3 separate regions of the Sus scrofa genome follow, and regions 2 and 3 are each linked to region 1. A link is a contact called in public Hi-C and HiChIP or PLAC-seq data. All regions are on one chromosome and are shown on one strand. Each heading gives the region's core, a stretch centred on a gene start, on an enhancer-like site or on the middle of the called end of the contact. The rest is flanking DNA. Distances are from core to core; before and after follow the strand shown.

The links. Hi-C and Micro-C count contacts between places; a contact is called where the count stands out from the background. HiChIP or PLAC-seq counts read pairs in DNA pulled down with a chosen protein or histone mark.
Region 2: a contact with region 1 is called in a Hi-C map of undifferentiated spermatogonia, with 2.2 times the contacts expected there. The contact joins the enhancer-like site here to the promoter of FADS3 in region 1. A contact is called at or near these places in 2 of 5 promoter capture datasets (fetal skeletal muscle and liver) and 5 of 47 Hi-C or Micro-C datasets (blood, embryonic fibroblasts, liver and 1 more).
Region 3: a contact with region 1 is called in an H3K27ac HiChIP or PLAC-seq map of alveolar macrophages. The contact joins the promoter of FEN1 here to the promoter of FADS3 in region 1. A contact is called at or near these places in 1 of 5 promoter capture datasets (fetal skeletal muscle), 6 of 47 Hi-C or Micro-C datasets (embryonic fibroblasts, fetal heart ventricle, psoas muscle and 2 more) and 2 of 2 datasets of contacts at active chromatin or transcription factors (alveolar macrophages and skeletal muscle).

Annotation. Positions count from the first base shown.
Region 1 is chr2:9,606,108-9,609,471 of Sscrofa11.1, reverse strand. It overlaps FADS3 (fatty acid desaturase 3), which reads right to left and starts at 1,800. Exons shown (of 12, transcript NM_001206434.1): 1 at 1,415-1,800. The coding sequence starts at 1,621.
Region 2 is chr2:9,455,568-9,458,931 of Sscrofa11.1, reverse strand. No RefSeq gene overlaps it. Among named protein-coding and RNA genes, the nearest start is that of INCENP, 11 kb to the right of the region's middle. Within about 2 kb of position 1,706, at least 15 of the 83 cell types and tissues checked have an H3K27ac peak or open chromatin away from gene starts, as enhancers often do. A contact at or near this core is called in undifferentiated spermatogonia, where this site is marked.
Region 3 is chr2:9,755,133-9,758,496 of Sscrofa11.1, reverse strand. It overlaps FEN1 (flap endonuclease 1), which reads left to right and starts at 1,634. Exons shown (of 2, transcript XM_003122627.5): 1 at 1,634-1,875. TMEM258 (transmembrane protein 258) reads right to left here and starts at 1,527. Exons shown (of 4, transcript XM_003122626.6): 1 at 1,417-1,527. The coding sequence starts at 1,419.

The sequences.
Region 1 (3,364 bases), core at 551-3,050:
GCTTGAGGGCGAAAGGCATGATGGGGTTCGCCCACGGGAGGGCCCCCAGCACGGGCCTGGGCACCAAGCAGGAAAAAGCCGTGCCCTCCATCCATCTCCCCCTCGCCAGCCTCCACCCTGGCCTACAGGTCAGAGGTTGAAAAAAGAACAAAGGCCAGAGCAGCTACCCCCAGGCTCCTGGAGGGGTGGCTGGGGCTCGGCCAGGCCGAGGAGGATGGGGCCTTGGAACCTTATGCCCCCTACACCCTGGCAGCAATGCACACATGTATAGCCACGCACGCAGATATGCTTAGCATCTGCCACCCGTACAGGCCCGAACATGGTCACCAGCCCACGGTCCGCTCCGACTGCCTGGGCCCTGAGCTCCACGCACAAGGCTTTCTCTGTCAGGATCTAGAGCTTCGGGAGGCTTCTGACCCCAACCTTTCAGGCGCCAACTCATGGCAGAAGGTCCTGGTACCAGGGACACGGACCCTCCTGGGATGGGACCCAATTTCTTTTGCTTCCTACAGTTCCACCCGTTAGGGATTCATCCCCTGGAATCTCGAAGACCTTCTTCTTGGTACCCAGTGGGACCGACCTAGGATTCTGGATGGTCAAGGCCAGTGTATCCTGGCCCTGAGTCCTACTGTCTAGGTGGGGAACGGTGGGAAAAGGGGCTGATGAGGAGTCACGTCCTGAGAGCTGCTCTGCCAGATGTCCCCCTGGACAGGCCACATTCCTCCTTGACCATGACATGTCTAGACATGGCTGGAAAGGGGAAGTTGGGGTCTACAGGGGCCACCCTGTTCCTGGGATGACTGGGCCTTCCCAAAGAGGCCCACCCAGCCTGACTGGCAAAATTCTCCCACATGCAGCGGCCAGCCCAGGAGAGGTGAGTCACCGCCCCTCACGGCCATTTACAGCAGCTTTTGGGAAAGCCACAGACCTTGAGGCCCTGCCCAAGCTTTGCTGCCCAGCCTCTAGCCTCTGATGGCACATCCCTGCCAGCCTCCGGGGAACCCGCCCTACCTCTGGCATCCAGCAAGCATCCAGCATGAGGAACCTGGTCTGGGGGCACCCAGAACCGAGAGGAGGAACCTCAGAGCATCAGGGAAGACCCTCACCTGGGGCATCAAGCTCTTTCTGCCATGACACACCCACCTCCGAGAGCCCCTTCCTCCCACACAGATGTGCTCCAGCCCAGCCCTGGTCCACGGCCCGGCGTGCGGCTTCTCCATGCTGGGAAGTGGCCTCGTTACTCCCCATCAGGCCCCGGCTCGTCCATCCCACATCTGGGTCCCCGGCCGGGAGGTCAAAGGTCAGCGAGAGCAGGGGGGAATGCTAAGACCCCGCGGGTGGAGCAGGACACGGTGCCCACGACCAGGCCCCACCGAGCGCCAGACTCCGCCCCGCCCGCGGTGGGCGGCCTTACCGTGGCATCCTCCGCGCCGTGGTGACCGATGAGGCGGCTGCCCCCCGGATGCCGCTGTGCCCAGCGGCTGATGTCGTAGACGCGACGCTCGATGACCAGCCACTTGTCGCCCGGCAGGTTGTGCGGGCGGATCTGCTCCCAGCGGAAGGTGGGCAGCGGCGCCCCCAGCTGCGCGGGTCTCCCGCCGGGCTCCCCGACGCCGCCCATGGCTGCGTGCAAAAGTCCTGGCGATCCCGGGACCCCGCCGAGGCCCAAGCGAGACCCCGAGGGGAGCGAGGTCGCGTTCCGGGACTTCCTCCGCCGCCACCCGCTGCTCCGCGGCCCCGCCCTGCCGCTGCGGCCGCCGTACGAGCGTGCGCCTGCCCGGCTCTCCGCGGGCAACTTTTCCTGCCCTTATAACCGCGCTGACAGCGCTCGCCTCGCCCCCTCCCCGCGCCCCGGCCCCCGCGCCGCCGCCGCCGCCGCCGGCCGCGCGCCTGCCCCAATCCCCGCGCAGCGACTCGACCCCCATTGGCTGCGCCGCGTTCCGGCGGGGCGGGCGGGGAGGGCGGCGTCGAGGCGGGCGCTCCCCGCCCGCGAGGCACCGCGGCCACCACGCCCCGGCCGGTGGGGGGCACGGTCCGCAACCCGGCTCGCGCCCGGCGGGGCGGGGCGGGGTCAGAAGGATGAAAAGCCCACGCCGCTGTGCCGGTGCCGGCCGCGCCCGCCCGCTGCGGGCCCAGAGTCTGCAAATGATGGGCGTGCCGCCGCGCCTCCGACAACGTTACATTCTGAGCGCACGGGGGAGGTGGGGACACTACCTCGGGGTGACCGTCACCAGCTCTCAGACCATGCGTCCCCAGCATCGGCACAGCGAGCTTGCCCCGTCGGGGCTGAGGTTATTGGCCTGACCGCCCCCACCCCCGGGGGACTGTGTGGAGGTCGGTGGTCTTCCTGCGGTCAGGACTGCAGGGCTGAGGATGAGGCGGGGTGGCCCGTGGGGCGAAAGGGGAGCAGGGGCAGGGGAGTGGGGTGCCGCCGTTCACCAGATGACGATGCTGGGCTGGCTGGCTTGCTCCTGATAGTACCCTCCCCTATTTTGTCCTAAAATCCTTTTGAGAGTGTCGGTTGCTCCCCTACCCTTGTTTTTGAGACAAAGATACCTGTTCCTAAAAATTAAGAATTCACAGCCAACATGGAATGAAATCAGGCTATGGTTATGCTACAGGGCAGCAGGTGTCAAGCTGGATTGAACATCAGAATCAAGACTTTAGGGCCTGTGAGGACACAGACTACTAGACTCACGCCCAGATGGCACTCAGCCAGCAGGTTTGCTTTGGGGGGCATGAAGAATGGCGTTTTGTTTTTGTTTTGTTTTTTCCTGCACCCAGTGTCATGTGGAAGTTCCCAGGCCAGGGATAGTACTTGAGCCACGGCAGTGACAATGCCAGATCCTTTTGTCCCTAGGCCACCAGGGTACTCCAAGATTGCATTCTGGCAAGTTCCCAGGTGATGCTGATGGGGTGAGGCGGATGTGCCGGCCTGGGGAACACAATTTGAGAAACCTAAGTATCGTTTTCTGATGTGCTAACATTTGTATCTTGGTTTAACAACTTGCAGGACATCATTGTCACTAACATTCATGGGACAGGTGGGCTGGGGACCAAAGAACTGAGGGGGGCCTCTGGGTTCTCCTTGGTACCAGGAGTACCTGCATCCAATTGCCAGGACAACAAATAAGGCCTTGTCATCACAACTGTGGGCTGCCTGAGCCCCCTCCCTGAGCATGTGGGAGGGGGTAGAGGAGTGTGGCTGAGGTGACCACAGAGGCCCTGCCCTCACCCCATCTTCAGCAGCCCTCAGTGGTCAGCTGCTGACCTTTGACCCCTTCCCTGGGCCCTGGCCAGATCTCAGTTCACGGGAGATGGCGGGGAATTGGGGGGGTTAGAACCTCCACCTGCCCCAGCTGCC
Region 2 (3,364 bases), core at 457-2,956, 150 kb after region 1:
GGGAAATTCAGACGGATTGTAGAAAGCAACAGAACAGTGAAACAAAAACCTGAGAAACACTGGTTTTCTTATTGCCCCCGATGGCCATGACTTCTAAGTTGTTATTCCAGAGTGGCTGGAAACTAAAACAAGATTCCTGTCCCACCCCCTCTTTTTTTTTTTTTTTTCTTTCATTAACTGACTTCTAATAAGGTGAGACATCCTGCTCAAAGGGTAGTGGATCCAGAGTTCCCATCGTGGCGCAGTGGTTAACGAATCCGACTAGGAACCATGACGTTGCAGGTTCGATCCCTGGCCTTGCTCAGTGGGTTAAGGATCCGGCGTTGCCATGAGCTGCTGTGTAGGTCGCAGATGAGGCTCAGATCCTGCATTGCTGTGGCTCTGGCGTAAGCAGGTGCCTACAGCTCCGATTGGACCCCTAGCCTGGGAACCTCCATATGCCACAGAAGCAGCCCTAGAAAAGGCAAAAAAAAAAAAAAAAAAAAAAAAAGACAAAAACCAAAAAAAAAGGCAGTGGATCCAAACACAGACTGTCACTGCCTCCTAAAGGACACACAGCATAGGGCTCCTTTCTAGATGCAGAGATCACAGCTTGATGCCCCAGTGGCTGCAAGAATTGTTGGTTAATGCCAGAGGGACCTTAAGAAGCTGCCTGTGTCACTTCCTTCACTTGGCAGATGAGGGTATTGATCCGTGAAGTCACACAGAGGGGCCCAGGGCTTTTTGTTCCAAGTCCAGGGCACATCCACCCACATTACACTGAAGCTTCATCGAATCTCAGTCCAACTATTTCTGTAGACTTCCCGAGCCCTGGGGGACTCCTCTTCATTACCTGTGGAGGGAAAGAAAGACACCACTGGAATGCTGGCGGCAGGAGGATGCTTCAGACATGGCCATGCGATCTAGCAGGGCAAGCACAGAGTGAGAACGCCATGGAGCATGACGGAGGAGATGGAGTGTGCCAAGCGCCCTGGCAAAACAGCACACCCTGGCAGAGCAGCAGGGAACAGATTCTTCCCCAGAGCCTTCAGAAGGCACCAACCCTTTGGACACCATCTGGAATTTCTGGCCTCCAGAACTGTGAGATGGTGAATTTTTATCATTACTGAGCCCTAGCAAAGTCATATAGATTTTGCAGCGCTTTCTCTGTCAAATGCCTTCCAGTTGTCAAACAGACTTGGATTTTGCAGAACCAAACAGAGCTAGGGCTTCTCCAAAGAATCCAATGATTGTGCAATTGTGAAATGTGAAAAGGACGTATCAGCTTAGTGTTGCAGAGTCATTAGACGGAAGGAGCAGCGTCCAACCACTCATTCGGAAGAGGAATTTCATATACAGTATCTCCTTCAGCCAGGGGCAGAAAAGAGTGCTGCATCCTTAGGGTACAAAGAAGGCAGGACAGCCTGGATGAGATAGTCTGTAACGGAATATTCCGAGATAGACCAGAGAGGTAGCCTTAGAACACAGCAAAGAAATGGAGCTGCAGAGAGAAGCTCCTTACAGACCCTGAAATGAGGAAACCGAGGTTGCCACCTGTGATCTCCACTCTCAGGTCACCTATAAGGGACCAGAGCAGAGATAAGCAAAGGTCCCCAGGCAAGGCAAAAGGAATGTCAGGGTAGCCAACGCTTCCTATCCCAGGGCTGTACAGGGAAGGATGAGTTTTAGTCACCACCTCTAAGTAGTTCCTGTTCCAAAGGAATTGTTCTCTCGACCTGAAACAAACAGAGGGCCAGATACTTTTCCAGCAAAGATGGGTTTATTCGGGGGGTCAACAGAGAATTGCAATTTGGGATTGGCCACCATGGCGAGCTGTGTGCCAGTCCCTGCAAGGCAAAGGCGGGCAGTCGCTCTTATAGAGAGGAAAAGGGAGTTGGGAGGGCGAGTGTAAACAAAGGGTCGGAGGCTTTTCATTGGCTGAGGCTTTGCTAGAAAAGAGGAGTCTTTTTTTTCCCCTTGCTCTTGGGCTCCACTCTCCTTGCGGGGATGCGAGAGCGCCCCCTGCTGGCTTCCCACCTCTCATTACGGTATCTATTAATTTTTTACATCCCTCGGGTGCCTCCCGATACAGGAAGTACGGAGACCTTCTGTATCTACGATCCCTCTGGGAAGACTCTGTTATGAACTGGATACATCAGGCTGGCCTAGATGGCTGTGGTTAACCATTCATTCAACTCCCCAGGCCGATTCCATCAGCAAGACAACCTTCAGATCACACCGTGGCTTCTGCTGTACCTTCGGGAGGAGATGATGCCATTAGCTACCTCGCAGCTGAAAGTGGTCGCACAAGACCCTGATTCTTCACGCTAAACCCTCCAAGAGCTTCCGGGATGATTTCACTCAGTGCCCTGCTCTGAGGGAGATGGCACAGATAACACACAAGGATCTAGTTTGGTGAGTTTTATTCTCCACTGATGGAGAGGCACTCTTTCCATAAGCTCCCTTCTGCACATTTCTTAGTTCCTATAAATGTGTCTATCATTATTAGAGGGCAGCAGAAAAAAAAAAAAAAGGAGTGATTCTTTGAGACTTCACTACATGGACCACCCTCCCAAATAAGACAAATAAGGCTTCGGCGTCCAGCTACAATAGAGGAACCAGTACAGAATAAGGCAGGTAGGAGTTCCCGTGGAGGCACAGCAGAAGTGAATCTGACTAGTATCCATGAGGATGCCAGTTCGATCCCTGGCCTCACACAGTGGGTTAAGGATCCAGCATTTTGCCGTAAGCTATGGTGCAGGTTGCAGACGTGGCTGGGATCCCGCATTGCCGTGGCTGTGTGGTGACTGGCAGCTGTAGCTCGGATTCAACCCCTAGCCTGGGAACTTGCATACACCACGGGTGCAGCCCTAAAAAGCCTAAAGAAAAGAAAAGAAAGTGGGCATTGATATATGAGACCATAGGAAGAGGCAGACTGTAATCCCAGAGAGGAGGGAACATTGGGGTGGAGCCCCACAACCTCTAGTCTCCATCTCCTTGGGGTACAGCCAGCTGGAGCCCCGCTGAGCTGAGGAAGCAGATGTCAAACTAGGGGCAGCTGGATTGACTGGGATCTTCAGAGCCGGAGCAGACAACTGTGGGGTCCTCTACAAAGCAGGGAGGACGTGGAGCAAATGGAAGCGGCATCAGCTGCCTATGGGAATGTACATGGTACAACCACGCTGGAAAACTGTCCAACAGTAGCTTAGAAAGTTACACGTACGCTGGCTCTACGCCTCAACAGTTTGACTCCTAGATATTTATGCAAAAGAAGTGTAAAGAGAGACCCACCAAAAACTTGGCTATAAATGTTCATAGCAGCTTTCTTCATAAGAGCCCCATGCTGGAAATAAATGCAAATGATGAATGAATAGACAAATTGTGG
Region 3 (3,364 bases), core at 385-2,884, 150 kb before region 1:
CAAATCAGAGCTGTAGCTGTAGACCTACACCAGAGCCACAGCAACGCGGGATCTGAGCCATGTCTGCGACCTACAGAGCTCACGCCAACACCGGATCCTTAACCCACTGATCGAGGCTAGGGATCGAACCTGCAACCTCATGGTTCCTAGTCAGATTTGTTAACCACTGAGCCACGACAGGAACTCCAAAGCTCTTTTTCTTTTTAGCCACACCAGCAGCATGTGGAAGTTCCCGGGCCAGGGGCTGAACTCTCTCTGCAGTGGCAGCAACTCCAGCTTCGCAGCCCGCTCCACTACGGGGGAATTTGTAATTTTGCTTATGGTTTGAGAAGTTTTATGGACCCATGTCTGTAGGTATCAAGCTAAGAATCCTTGCTGGAAGACAGAACTGGACTGGTACCCTGATCTCAACTCCTGCACTAGTAAGGAATCTTGAGATCTACAGGCAAAAGACCTAAGTTATAATTCTGGCTCTAGTGAGTAAACATGAGTCTCAGTAAAGGGATTATAATAATCTCTCTCTCACAAGGTTGATGTATGATTTAAGGCAGATGACAAACGTCACAGCCTCTAACTCACTGCCTGGCATGGAGTAGTTGCTTAATGGCTTTTTGTTTCCTTCCCAAGGTTAGAGAGCAAATTATGAGATAATGCCTGTGAAAGAGGGCTGTAAAACGTAAAGTTCTGCACAAATGTTAACTCCCATTGTCACCCACCGCCCAACGCTTCTAAAATCCAGAACATAACAACTCTAGAGAAGTAAATTGACCCCATTGTTCTAAGAGACACTGGAATTCAATTCAGTAAACATGTATGTCCCCCCACCCCCCCAAATGATAAAGACAATCGCTGCCATTGACTGACCCTCCAATTGCAGGCCCCGTGTTTGGCACTGGGAATACAAAGATGAATAGACATCATCCCAGGGCTAGAGGCACGTCAGCTGGTGGTCACTAGTAGGCGTGGCAGATAACAAAGAAGTACATGACACGTGGCAAAAGGCTGGTACATAGGTTGTGGGAGCTCCCAGGAGAGAGGGGACAAGTGCCCGAGACAGCTGGAAGTGCTTCATCAAGAAGGTGACATTTGCCCAGGGCCGTGTAGGATAAGCACGAGTTCCACAGGGGGGAAAAACTTTCCAGATACACGTCACAGAAATCAAAACTCCAAGGTTTTTAAAATGCACCCCACGCTTCTAAATCGGGAGATCTGAAACCTAGTGAGATCAAAACCACAGCCTACGGAGTCTACGGCAAGGGGCTTCCCTTCCCCGCCCCTCAGCCCAAGCCGAAGGATCCAGGAGCCTCCCGCCCTCTGGACCTCGGGCGCCTGAGGCCTCTGCGAGAGAAACCGGCTGTGGGGCGAGCCCCGAGGGGTCCCCAGAGCCCTGTGGGAAACACCTCTCAATCCTCTCACCATTTTGCCGGGCACAGGGTAAACCGCCGTTCCGCCACCGGAAGAACACGTCGGCAGGAGCAGGCGCGCAGTTCAGCCGGAAGAGGAAGCGCAGCTGCGCGAGTGGCATTGTGGGATTTGTAGTCCTGTGGTGGGGGGCGGCAACGGGATCTGGGGCCGGCGGGGTCCCGGGGTGGAGTGGGAACAAGTGGTGGAGAAGGGTAGGGTCGGGTCGCTGAGCGAGCCTGTTCACCCTGGCTGGAGTCTTTGTCTTGAGAGAAGCAGGCCGAGGGCTCCGGGGCCTGTACTACACTTCCCAGGAGGCTGTGCGCCGCGGTAGGTCATGTGACGGGAGCGCGGGCTTTGGAAGGCGGCGGAGCGAGAGGCTACCCGCGGCTGAGGAGCGAGTTGGGCTGAGGTCGGCCCTGGGCCACACAGGAGCAATCGCCAGCTGCCGAGGCTTCACGTCCCAGAGGCCAGGTGAGACCCGCGGGAAGCGCCTCGAGAGCGGCGGGCCCGCTTTGCGCCGGGTGCTGGAGAAGGCCGGCCGCTGCCGTGCGCCGGACGGAGGGAGCGCGGGATTCGCCATCTGGCGGGCCCGCCACTTTCCGTTGTGAGCCTGGGGCCAGTCGCTGAACCCCCGAGCCTCTTTCTTCATTTGTAGAAGAAGGATAATAACTCCCACCTCCTGGAGTCGTTTTGTATGGTGACTTAGGTGCTGGAGGAGAGACAGTTTTGGAACTGCACTTGTCCAGATTCCTTTCCTTCCTGCCTTTGTCGGCCTCGGTGGTGGGATACTCGGCTAACGAGGCACTGGCTCCTGGGTACACATTCTAGCAAAGCAGATAGGTTGGGGCCTGAACCGAAGGATCGAGTGGGTTCTGGAGGGGGAATTTTTATAGAGCACCTAGCGTTTGTTGGAGGGGTTTTTGTCTGGTACCTCAGTTAACTCTGACAGTAATTCTGCAAGGCAGGCATGGTTCCCATACTTGATAGATGAGAAAACCAAACCTAAATGGCTTAGTAACGTCACAGACTAAGTGACATAATGGTATTACCGAGGTGGTGAGTGCTGGTGCCTGGGTTCAAGGCCACCGCCATTCGCAGGTGAGAACTAGGTGAGACGGACATTGAAGAAAAGGGCTTCAGGATGGTGGGAGGAAGGCACCGCCGAGCAAAAGTGAGACAGGGCGGTCCTTAGACCAGCCTTTCTCTTCGATTCTAAGAGTGTAAAGTTAAGTTGGGAATCAGCATGAAAGATCTTGATGCTGTAAGTCCCTTATGTTTTAGAAAGAACCCTGTGAAGGACGAGTGGGAACAATTAGAAGGCCTAGTGTACTATTTCTTTGAGTGTTGGACACAGTGCCAGTGGTGCCTTCAGCATCCTTTTTATTTTATTTTTTATTTTATTTTATTATTTCTAGGACCACACCCGCAGCACATGGAGGTTCCCAGGCAAGGGGTCAAATCAGAGCTGCAATTGCTGGCCTACACCACAGCCACAGCAATGCCAGATCCGAGCTGTGTCTGCGAACTGCACCACAGCTCACGGCAATGCTGGATCCTTAACCCACTGAGCGAGGCCAGGGATCGAACCCACAACCTCATGGTTCCTAGTCGGATTTGTTTCCTCTGCGCCACCACAGGAACTCCTCAACATCCTTTTTAAAAGTATTGAGTTATAACTGATATAACACAGGTATTATTACTTAAGATGAGTTCTTTTTTTTCAATTTAGTTTTTAGAAGATGGTGTCCACATGAAAAATATTAAGTGAATGAAAGTACAGGTTTTAGTGGGAAGTGGCAGAAAATTGTGAGGGTGGATTAGGCCCGACTGAAGTTTGGGAAATACTTCCGTAGGAAATCTTTTGTTGAGGGGCCTGGACCACAGAAATTCAGTTCTGGGCTGAGGGACTCCAGCATGCAGGCCCCTGCACCGGGACCTGGGGTGGAGTAGGAGCTGTGGA